Regions from separate parts of the Mus musculus genome. Here all the other regions are linked to region 1. A link is a contact called in public Hi-C data. All regions are on one chromosome and are shown on one strand. Each heading gives the region's core, a stretch centred on a gene start, on an enhancer-like site or on the middle of the called end of the contact. The rest is flanking DNA. Distances are from core to core; before and after follow the strand shown.

Region 1 (3,810 bases), core at 536-3,035:
AAACCCAAGGCATTCAGGCGTCCATCATCGCCTGCCTTTTAATGACTGAACTAAAAGAAGAGACATCAGTTTTCAAAATAAGGTTATAAAAATGCTGTGCACAGATGAGGCCTCCAAATATTTTGATAGTACCCGAACAAAATTGCATATATATACATATATATATATATATACATATATATATATATGTATATAATCATTGAGACAAATCACAAAACATATGTTGTTATGTTTTGCTCTAAAAACCATGAAGTTTACCCAGAACCCTATTATGGTAACTGCTTCACTTTTCATGCATTCCTAAATTACCATGTAATCTAAAACCTTGTTTTCAGCGGCCCTATATTGGAAAGTCCCTTCAAACTAAGCAGGATGATGGCAGGCTCGCTCACATTCAGAAAGAAACCTGCCTTTGCTGCTGAAAATGAAAGTGGGATTTATCAGATAGACTCCTTTAAAACAGTCACCACCTTAGTGACACACGGGGCCTGACGCATCCAGGAAATGCCGAGACCAGGAATTATGCTTTAAGCTCTCTGCATTTTCAAACACATGGATAGTTGGTGTAAAAATATATTCTTTTCCTGCAGGGACGTGACTGTAATTAGTGTGTGCCAAAACTCTCTCTCTCTCCCGGAGATTTCATTGTCTTATCTCTTTGCAGCATCTTAATGCGATTTTATTTTACTTTGTCAAAGTCCTATTAACATAAATGTGTTCTCCATAGCAAACAGTGTTCTTTTTTATGCAAAACAGGATTCAGCTGACTCTAATAAAACAGCTTGCAGTCTATTAGAGTACAACAGTAATGTGCTTATTTTGTTTGTCAAATCAAGACCGCCGTCAGAAGGCTCTAGACAAAGATTTGTCTTGTTTTCCAGAATAATTGCCAGGGTGGGGCTACGTTATGATCTGTAAATGAATAGTATCGCTTAGAACAAACACTTCATATATCTTTTATCTTCCCCTGCACACAGTTCTGAGTTTTTCTTTGAAATCTTTGCTCCACTTTTCCACATAAGTCATCAGAATGTTTCCAAAGAATTTTAACTGCCAGATTAATTATATCTTACAAACAAAGATAGATTGCTTACATTCTTTATTCAGAAACCCTGCCAGTATGGAGCAACTGGCAACAAATTAATCTCTTTTGCAACCCTACAAAATGTTTTGCTATGAAAAGGCCTGGAAGGTAAATGGATCCTTTAAAAAAAAAAAAATCAGGTTGCTCATTCTGAAAGGCTAATCCTAAGCACAGAACAGAGGAGTAAATGAATCTAGCTACTCCCTAACTTTGCTCTTCCTTTTCTTTCTTTCTTTTTGTTTTTTGTTTTCTTGGTTTTTTGTTTTGTTTTGTTTTGTTTTGTTTTGTTTTTGTGTGTGTGTGTGTGTGGTTTTTTTTGTCTTTTGTTTTTTCCTTCTTCTTAACAACTAGGTTACAGCCTTCTGTTAATGGATTCAGTTAATTAAGTATTGCTGTGACCTGGTGGCAATTTCTGAAATCCAGAGAATTTTTCCCTCTTTTAAGGTCTGCCTCCCCCACGGGGCCCCGGGTGTAATCTGTTTGCAGAGAGTCTATGTATGTCAGCCCTGCTTCCCTTAGAAGCTTCTAGAATGTTTTAATAAATTTATCAACCGAAAAAAAATATTACAAACATTTCATTTCCTTTGACTCAGGCACACCACACACACACACACACACACACACACACACACACACACACACCACTGCCTTCATTGCAAATTCTTGCCAGTATGAATCACCCTAAGTAATGTTTGCTTTAACTTTAGTGTGGTTCAACAAACAACCTTTATATGGCTGGACTTCAAAGGGAGGAGAAATGAAGGTTGGAAATATGATAGGCGTAATCTATTATTAGGCATGAAACACTAAACCACTTTTAGCTATAACTCTAAAACCTGCATAATCTTAGGTTTTTTAACATAATGTGTATTTATTGTGCCTTCACTCACACAAGCATTTATCTCCCCGTGTTTGTGAGAGAAATACTTTCCACTGTAGCGTGGGCCACTACTTGGCTTAATTTTTCCTAATATTTAATTTAGAAAGGGGAAAATGGTAATATTATAACAGGATTCTCATGTGTCCCAGCCAAAATACTTAGTGTTCCTCTTTGAGTAAAATTAATCTGTTACCAGTTCCCTGACCTGCAAGTCAGGTTTCAGTAAACTAGGCATCCAGGGAGGAGGGCAGAGGGAGGGGGTAAGCTAGGCTGGCTAGGGAGATAAGATCTCTTTCTTTGATTAAGGGGGGGTGGTGTTGGCGGGGGGGGGGGGGGGGGTGGGGGGGGGAGCTAAAAAAAAAAAAACCGAATGTCTCAACCCAGCCATGCCTCCCAATGGCAGAAAAATAAGCCAAAAGTGTATCCCAGCAGTAATGGTTGAAGACATTTATTAGCTCCGTCCATAACAACATTCACTGCAGGGAGAGCAATTGTTAAAAAATCTGTACTGCAATTATTTCTTTAATGATGGGGGGGGGGCGTCTCCAGCTCCTTATTTCTCTCCTTCTTCACCCTCCACAAACATTGGCACTTAAAAAAAAAAAAATCTAATGTTATGAAATAAGTCAGAGAGCTTGTAGCTCAAGAGAACCGGAGACAGCACTGGGAATGTATGCATGCGCAGAAACAAAAACACCGTCGGTAACATTTTGTTCTTGATTAAATTTGCGCTCCCTAATACAGTAGATTAAAAATAAGTCCAACTGTTAAACGCATTAGTGTTCAGCCGTGGTTCTGGTGCCAGAAAAACCGATACTGCTTCAGACCCAGCCTCTCTCCACTAGACTTGAGGAGCCAGGGGAAATCTGACCCCTCTGGAAACCCGAGCCCCAAAGTCCATCCATGACCCTGCAGTTTGGGGATTCCTTATTTTCGTCGGGTGATGAAATCTCAGAACCATCTTAATATTTTCTCACACTGGGTCAAAAACTCGGCGTCTCTCGGCGAGGCTGTAAGAAAATACGGGCTAGGAAAACGGAGGATGGATTGCTAATGGCTACAGTCAAGACACTCCAGAAGGAATATGAAATGAAGTTGTTCTTTGGTGTACAGGGAGTCGTGAAACTTACATCTTTTAAAAAGAGTTGTAAGCCATGACCTCACGCCAACCCCCCACACTCCTCCCACCCCCACCCCGAAGAATTTTAAGAGACTGGAAAGACCCACAGTTCAGAGTGGGTGCTCCTCCTTACAAGGCATCCAAATTTGGTTCTCAGCACCTACATCAGAAGGCTCACAACCGCGTGTAATTCCAGCTCCTGCACACCTGATGCCCTCTTCTGGATGTAAAGGCACCTGCCCTCACACATGCACACACCTCCACACACTCACCTCCACACACACAGCTACACACACACAGCACTAAAAATGAAATCTCTCTCTCTCTCTCTCTCTCTCTCTCTTTTTTTTTTTTTTTTTTTTTGGTTTTTCGAGACAGGGTTTCTCTGTGTAGCCCTGGCTGTCCTGGAACTCACTCTGTAAACCAGGCTGGCCTCAAAGTCAGAAATTCACCTGCCTCTGCCTCCGGAGTGCTGGGATTAAAGGTGTGCGCCACCACGCCCGGCTGAATAAATCTCTTTTATATATAAAAATAACTATTTAATGGGGCAGGATTTTGAAATGTGTCCTCAGAATTTTGGAGTGTGTGACACTCCGGAGATCATGGCTGACTTGTCTAGCCAATGGGGCTCTGTGAAGTTGGAAAGAGAGTCTGGCCAGATTCATGATGGGCCGGCCCAACCTTGCTGGACATGTAGAATGTACAAATTACCTTCCTCCCCGGTCT
Region 2 (3,810 bases), core at 700-3,199, 400 kb before region 1:
AAGACATAATAATAAAAATTAGTAAAAGAAATAATAAAAGACTCAAGAGAATCATGTAGAAAAGCAGAGAAAGGACTTGAAATGCAAAGGTGAGTTGAAGAGTATCTATCTATGATATAACATCCCAAGGGCAATTTCTCTTTCCTCCCTGTCTCCATCCCTCACCTCCTTCACCCCTGCCTCCTCCCTCCCCATCCATCGCTCCTCAGTTTCCCTTCATAAACTGCAGGTCTCCTGGGGATATCAAGAAGCAAGGCATATCAAGTTGCAGTAAGATTAGTCACCTCCCCTCATAGTAAGGCTGGACAAGGCAAGCCAGTAAGAGGATAGGGGGTTCCAAAAGGAGGCAAACATGTCAGAAACAAGCTCAGAATTTTCACGTTCACAGATGAGAGGGCTTTATAATTCTGAAGCTTCCCAAATAATCGTTCATGTTAGCTCACTTCCTACAAGACCACAAGGTTTTCTGTTTGTATGTTTGCTTGTTGTTTGGTTTGGTTTGGTTTGGTTTGGTTTGGTTTGGTTTGGTTTGGTTGCTTTTTAAATAAAACTCAGTAAGATGGTCACAGCCACATGGCTAGGTAAAGCCCCACGTTACCAGAAGCAATGGTTTTTAGAAAGTAGTGCTACAGTGTCTACCAAAACCACCTTGTGAGGTTGGTATAAGGACAAGCACACACATGCCTCATTGGAGCTCTTATACCTGCAGTCAACTGATTTTAAATAAACACACCAGCTGAACTCAGAAAGAGTATTTTCAACAGATATTTTCGAGACAATTAGTCCAAGCTTGGTCATTGCCCAAAATACTGAACTTGAAGGTTTATCTCACAGTGCACAAAGTTAAATCAAATGGAAACACACACACAAACATATGCAAACATACACACACACAAGCATGCACACACTCAAACATATACACACATACACTCTGAGAGAGACAGAGACAGAGAGAGCTAAATAGTCCCATAGGTAGAAAAAGGAATATGCTTCTGATTTTGGATTTGTTCTTATTTCCTATGTATGGCAGCAAGAAACATAACCCAAAAGAGATAAACCAATACATTGTATTACAGAGAACTCTGTTATTCATAAGACATCCTTATGAGGTGGAAGATGGCTCAGCAGTTAAGGACCTGTGTTCAATTGCTAGCATCACATTGTGGCTAACAACCAGCTGTTACTACAGTTCCATTGGATCCAGTCTCCTTTTCTGAACAGACAGACAGACAGACACACACACACACACACACACACACACACACACACACACACGACATTTTTGGTATCGTTTCTTACAGTATATATGAGACCTGAGACAGGAACTTAGAACTCGGAAGCAAGCTTTTTGAAGAGGAAGTCTAGATGCATTTTGGGAGTTGACCACAGGTTGAGGTGTATTTGAGTTACAGAGGTGCAAGGGGACAGGAGGGAAATCAGAAAAGGCCACTGACACAATCTGGAAATACTGAAACAAAATAATTTCAATTTGAGGAAATACAATCGAAAACAACATGGGAAGATATTTAGAAATGGAATCTGTAACAAAATATCCTTTATTATTTATAGGAGGGTGCTTGTAGGACACTCAAGTTCTTAGAAAACATTGTACAACATTGTCATGTAATCCGTGCTGTAGGGCAATAATGAACTTGGAGTCATTTCTAGAACACTTTCTACCCACGAATGAGAAGCCTGCAGATACAGGCCTACTCTAATTTATTCAGCCTCATTAAGCTTTAACTGGCGTGAAACACAAGTTCAAAATTTCCAAAATATATACTCAGAAAGTATTTGAATTGAATTGTAAGTAGAAAAAAAAAATTGGAGAAATTGATGATGCTTTGAAACATCCAGTCCTCCCTAAATTCTCACTGGACCGAAACAGTCTTGTTTTGGCTGAACTGTGTGATCTTTGGTTCATAACTTGTTTACGGTTTTGTTCCCCAAGCTCTGCCTAACACGGTACCTGGCACATGTTAAATAACAAATCAGTTCTTAGTCAATTAAGCAGTGCCGAGTGACTTCCAAGGGCGCTTTTTTATGGGTCAAACAATTAAATCAACTTATTTAATAATCAACGTTTATTGGTAAACACGGGATCCATTACTCTTTGATGATACTTCTGGATGGGACTCGCAGAGCCCATTAAGATAACCGGGTTTGGCATTTCTCTCGTTTTACGACTAGCTCCGTAAAACAAAGCCCTCTCTTTTCAAGCCCTTTATTGTCTTGTGCTGTCTCTGTACTTGGAAGATATTTAGCATGTATGCATTCATTTTATAGATAGATGTCAGGTTTGTAACTATCCATGTTCATAATTTCAGGGGGTCCATCATGGTCCATTGATGTTCCTCTAGTAGTGACATTGTACTGCAATGATCTTAAATGTATTTGAAATTACTATTCAATGTAAAATGCTGATCAAGCATAAGGCATTGGAACCACCACATGAAAATAAACACAGTGACTACAGTCATCCAACTCATATTTGATACCTCAAAAATGATGTTGACTTAATAAACTGAACAAATAATTTAGTATGTACAAAACAATGAGTGTTCTTATAAAAAAAATCTCTCACTTATAAATAGTGATTCACGCTGTGATTGAGAAATTAGGCTTATTTAATAAGTCGGTGTGTTTGGCTCAGGCTTTATGTTTTGTTGTTTGAGGAGAGTGGGATAAAGTAAACCGTAGCATTAAAAGCCAGCCTCATTCCAATTTATTTTTATAGCACCATACAAAACAACCCAAGCTTAAAGTACATTCAGGCACGGAGACTCAAATCCCTAATGGGAAGAAAGCAGTTCCATAAACAGATGTGATCACGGATTCCGAGTTTGCTTGCTGGTGGCAAAAATAAAAGTACCAACTCAATAAGTTTTAATTTATAGGCATCTCCACCAGAAAGCCTTTGGGCACTTTGAACAAAACTGACTAAAAATAAAATTCTGTACAATAAAACTTCATTGGCTCTGTTCTCCTTCTCACCGGGAAATGTAAATTCTATAGCTAGAGAAAGGGACGGTGTCTCTATGGCTCTTGGAGCTAGGTGATCTCGGAGAAAATAATGACATGGGCTGTACTGCTGACACTTGGCTGAAGAGGATAGAGATGGTCTCCAGATACCCGTAGTCGCTGTGGTTCCACCATGACCCTCCTGGACTTATGGTGTAACTATATGGCAATTTTCTGTTCTATCCAGGGTGGGTATATCCTCTTTCTCAGCCTGAACCTCCTTCCTGCATTTTCCTTTTTAAGATAAAGATTGGTCTTTGTGTGTGTATAGATATAGCTATATATCTATATAGATATAGTACATGTGGTGTATATGTGAATAGATGTTCATTCATGTCCTTATGTGTACCTGATGTGTCTGCACATGTGTTTAAGTGCATATGGAGTCCAGAGGTTTGATGTGAGGTGCTTTTATCTATCAGCCCCACCTTACCCTCACTGAACACGGAGTTTAAGAGTTTACCAATTTGGTTTGAATGGCCTTCCAGTGAGCCCTAGAGATTCTCCTGTCTTCACATCGCCAGTGCTGTGATCCTAGACACACATGACACATACACACCACCATGCCTGGTGCTTACATGGGAATTGTGGATCCAAACTCAGTTCCTGAGGCTTGCATAGAAAACAAACTCACTAAATAAGTCCTCCCTCAAGCCCTGACATAAAGCTGTCTTTAAAAGCCTTACATATGCCACATACAGACAATAGGACAACGAGCCAGGTGCAGGATAAACAACAGAGCAGCAAGCCAAGCCTGTGGTGCTGACGTTGCATCAGGAACTTACCTGA
Region 3 (3,810 bases), core at 667-3,166, 290 kb after region 1:
TGTAATGTAATCTGATGCCCTCTTCTGGTGTGTCTGAAGACAGTGACAGTGTACTCATATATATATAATATATGTATATGTATGTATGTGTATATATATATATATATATATATTTCTTTAAAGGGGGAAAAAAAAGAACTCTTGGCTTCCCTAGATCTCTAACCACAGGCCCAAATAGAGAAAGATGGGATCCCTTCTGCAGTTCCTTCAAGATTAAGACCATTAAGAGCATGGATAGTGGGGTGAGAGAGACTGATTCAAATGTCTCCAGAGGTTTTAATAGCTTCTTGATTGCTCCTCCCCCACCTGCTCACAGCACTGACCAAACTCTGCCTTCTCCATATCACTGAAAGCTTTGGCCCTTGAACAATTCTAGCACGGACACTTGGGCCCACTCTCCCCAGTGGCTCCCTCCTTCCACTGGGTTCAGCTTCTTTGCTGATTGGGCGTTTATGGTGGGGGTGGGGGTGGGGGACAAAGCATGCCTTGGACTCAGTCTAAAGGTAAGCTGGGGGCTCAGCATCGCAGGGTTCCTGCCTGGCCCTCAGTGTCCCACTTCTGTTTGAAGTTATTTTGCTGGAAGCCATTGGCCACAATATAGGTCAAGTCCACCATCACAAAAATGGCCGCTGCCACCTACCTCCTCACTTAACGTATTTGACCCAACTCAACAGTGCCTAAGCCAAGGAACCAATACAGGGGTCCGTCCTTTTCAGGGCTCCTACCTTTTTGCTAAACACCATGACCAAAGCTTGTTCCTCATGGCTTGCTCACTTTGCTTTCTTATACATCCCAGGAGAAGTGGGCTGAGCCCATTCTCGTCAAACATCAACCAAAAAAGGTACCCAAAGGCTTGTCTACATGCAATCTGATGGGGACAGAGACATTTTCTGAGCTGAGTTCTCTCTTCTCAGATGACTCTAGCTTGTGTCAAGTTGACAAAAAGCAAGCAAGCAAACAAACACCTAACCAGCATAGTTCAGCATCCTTGGTTGTTTGTGTTGTGAGGCAGGGTCTCACCCTTTCACCCAGAGTGACCTAAAAACTCACAGTGTAGCCCAGGCTGGCCCCAGATTCAGCAACTTCCTCTGAAGACCCCAAAATGTCCCATGTTCTTCTAAATACTCCTGAAATGACGTCTTGGGTCTGCATGCTCCCTGTTCCCTTTCTGCATTCATTCATTCATTCATTCATTCATTCATTTATTCATTCCTCTTAAGACAATTTTGTGGTTTGTTTTTAAATGAGCTAGGAACTATTTTCAGTTTAGAAAAACTAGCCAGAGAATCAATCTTGACTCAGTTGCTAGGATACTACGTCTTTGGAGCAGAAGTAAAGAATCAATTTCCCTGCGCCTTAAAGAACATGTATTTAAGTAAATTACTTCCCTAGAAATATTGATTCATTTCAAAAAAGCATTAAATAATACGGAAACAAGAGGATTTTTTTTCTGTGAAAGCTAAATCTCCACATTGAAGCGGATGTACACTTAAATAAAATATATTCACAAGGATAATCCCGACCTCGCTCTAGAGAGAACATAAACATTAATGAAGTGACAGAACTAGTCACGTAGGGGGAGTGCTTGCAGGCCGCTGCATAAATAATGACCACCAAATTGCCTGAGTGGTTTTATGTGTGAAATGGCTTTGTGAATTTTCCAAAGAACTCAGTCCTAGGATTACGAGGTGCAAGGCTGAATTTGTTCTAACAAATGAAGTATTCTTAAGACATATTCTAATGGAGACATCACGACTAAACACACATTATCTTCCAAACTGTGCTTTAAAAATGTTTCAGCTTCTTAGTGGGCTCCGTGTACTGGGAAGAGCGGCGAAGGCCGGCAACTGGCCTCTCAGGCACCCTCGGACATCACCAAGTCCTGCTCCAGGGAGTCAAGCCAGCCAGCCTGCAGAATGTTTCAGCAGGAACTTTTGGCTGCTTTAAGCGCCTAGAACAAATGTTTGTTTGCTCCAGTACGGGGAATCAAATGCCTTTGTGTGAAAACATTTGCTCGAGAAGCAAATGTTTGTTTTCATAATCGACATTTGGACTGTTGGAACATTACCACTTCAGATATTGGTTGGAGAAATATACATTTAATACGAGAAACCAGACTAGGATCGGACACCAGTTGGGACACAGATGAAGGCGGCAAGAGAATGAGGTAGAAACTGGACCCTGTCAGGACTAAGGAGGAAAGCTGGGCCTTGCTTTCCGTGTTTCTGCTTGTTTCCCAGCAACGATATAAACGAAGAATGATTTATTTCTGTCTAGAAGCATATGACTTATAAATTATCAAGGACAGAAGCAAGAGTGTATTTATCTAGTATTAATATTTAAATGCCATTTTCCTATTGAATGTACCTCGTGCTCTGTATTAATCTGTTACATCAGATTTAGTACAGATTCATGTTGCCTAAATGGAGGATTTTTTTTTTCTCTAGGCTCACGTTTGATTATCTGTGCTTGGTAGTGGGAGGACAGATACTCCCCAAACAGCAGGAGATGCAGAAATAAGCCCTGGCTTTTGAGTGCATTAAATTTTTTAGCAGCAGAGAGAAACTAATTACATTTTAAGGGAGAGAGATATTTGCAAGCGTGACAAGAGTCATTTATATATTAAATATATTATATTTGGCCACAGTTAATCCATAAATAGAAAGCACAATTACACTGAGTTTGAGGATGAAGACAAGAACAAAACATCTTTTAAATTAAAACAGTCTTTTTTCCACGTACAGTTTGAATATTTTTAGTTTGATAAAAAACCATGAGTACATGCAAATGTATTGGCTTTTATGGTGTCAGACTGGAGTTTTTCGTTGATATGAAAAGAAATTGTACCATCCAGGTTCATCAGAACATTTATGAGCTGAAATGTGGAATCAGATTACTATATACTTTAAAATACAATAAAATTATAGTTCAAATTTCTTTGCTGCTAGCCTTAGGCCTATTTGATCTTCAGCTGATGTGTATATTATATTATGTGCTGCAATAGAAAAGCAAGCCAGTGTCGGTTTAGAAATGCCAAATGGAAGAATTATTCATTAGAACTTCAAGGAACAGACTTTGTATCTAAAAATCCACCCATTACTAACTGTTTCCATTTGTAAATTTCATGAGCAAGATAAGTGATATAATGCATGTATATTTGAAGTGCTGTGAGCTTCCAGAACTCAATAACTCAAAGTATTACAGTAAATTCCCATTTCTCCTGAATCCAAACTACCAGGGAGCAGAAATAATGAGAAATTTTTTTTTTTTTGGTGCGATTTATAAAATGGTAATGTCCCTGGAGGATTACAAGATCCTAAATTCTTTTGAACAGTCACAGAAAGATTAAATTTTGTTCAGCATAATTTTGTGGTAGGAATGTTTGATAGTATTGTAATTCTTTGAAGATAGTAATTAATCTGTGTGTAGCCCATGGTGATTCTTCTTGTTCAGCCTCAATGTAGATACAGCATCTTGCATTTTCCGGAAACATGGGTTTTATATTTCTAGTTTAATACAACCCTAAAGTGTAGAGCACAGAATAAACCTTACTTACTGCGTTTGATAATGGGCTGTATGGACCCCACTTCAGTGGCAACTGATGACTCCGAATGGTTGCTGTAGAGGATTCCGATGGAAACTCACCCTAGCCCATAGTACCAGGCCGTCTCTTAGAACTCACATTTGAGCTGGGCACCTATTCGAGTCAAGGATGTAAGATCTCTGGGATGTTCGAGGTGTGTGTTTTCTCTCTGCCCCTTGGGGCTCTCCCTTAGCATATCTGCTTTCTTCTCTTCTCATCTGAAAACC

What was found. A called contact is a pair of places that touch in the nucleus more often than the background predicts.
Region 2: a contact with region 1 is called in a Hi-C map of uterus, with 4 times the contacts expected there. The contact joins two enhancer-like sites. A contact is called at or near these places in 1 of 15 datasets of contacts at CTCF or cohesin (the NIH/3T3 cell line) and 14 of 484 Hi-C or Micro-C datasets (CD4 T cells, cerebral cortex, embryonic stem cells and 3 more).
Region 3: a Hi-C map of liver shows a contact between it and region 1, with 4 times the contacts expected there. The contact joins two enhancer-like sites. A contact is called at or near these places in 4 of 484 Hi-C or Micro-C datasets (embryonic stem cells and liver), 1 of 115 datasets of contacts at active chromatin or transcription factors (embryonic stem cells) and 1 of 9 other capture datasets (embryonic stem cells).

The regions. Positions count from the first base shown.
Region 1 is chr10:68,352,901-68,356,710 of GRCm38.p6, reverse strand. No RefSeq gene overlaps it. Among named protein-coding and RNA genes, the nearest start is that of Gm32748, 15 kb to the right of the region's middle. Within about 2 kb of position 1,785, at least 118 of the 459 cell types and tissues checked have an H3K27ac peak or open chromatin away from gene starts, as enhancers often do. A contact at or near this core is called in liver and uterus, where this site is marked.
Region 2 is chr10:68,751,325-68,755,134 of GRCm38.p6, reverse strand. It overlaps Tmem26 (transmembrane protein 26), which reads right to left. Exons shown (of 6, transcript NM_177794.3): 4 at 3,807-3,810. Among named protein-coding and RNA genes, the nearest start is that of Tmem26, 29 kb to the right of the region's middle. Within about 2 kb of position 1,949, at least 2 of the 459 cell types and tissues checked have an H3K27ac peak or open chromatin away from gene starts, as enhancers often do. A contact at or near this core is called in uterus, where this site is marked.
Region 3 is chr10:68,059,202-68,063,011 of GRCm38.p6, reverse strand. No RefSeq gene overlaps it. Among named protein-coding and RNA genes, the nearest start is that of Rtkn2, 82 kb to the right of the region's middle. Within about 2 kb of position 1,916, at least 28 of the 459 cell types and tissues checked have an H3K27ac peak or open chromatin away from gene starts, as enhancers often do. A contact at or near this core is called in liver, where this site is marked.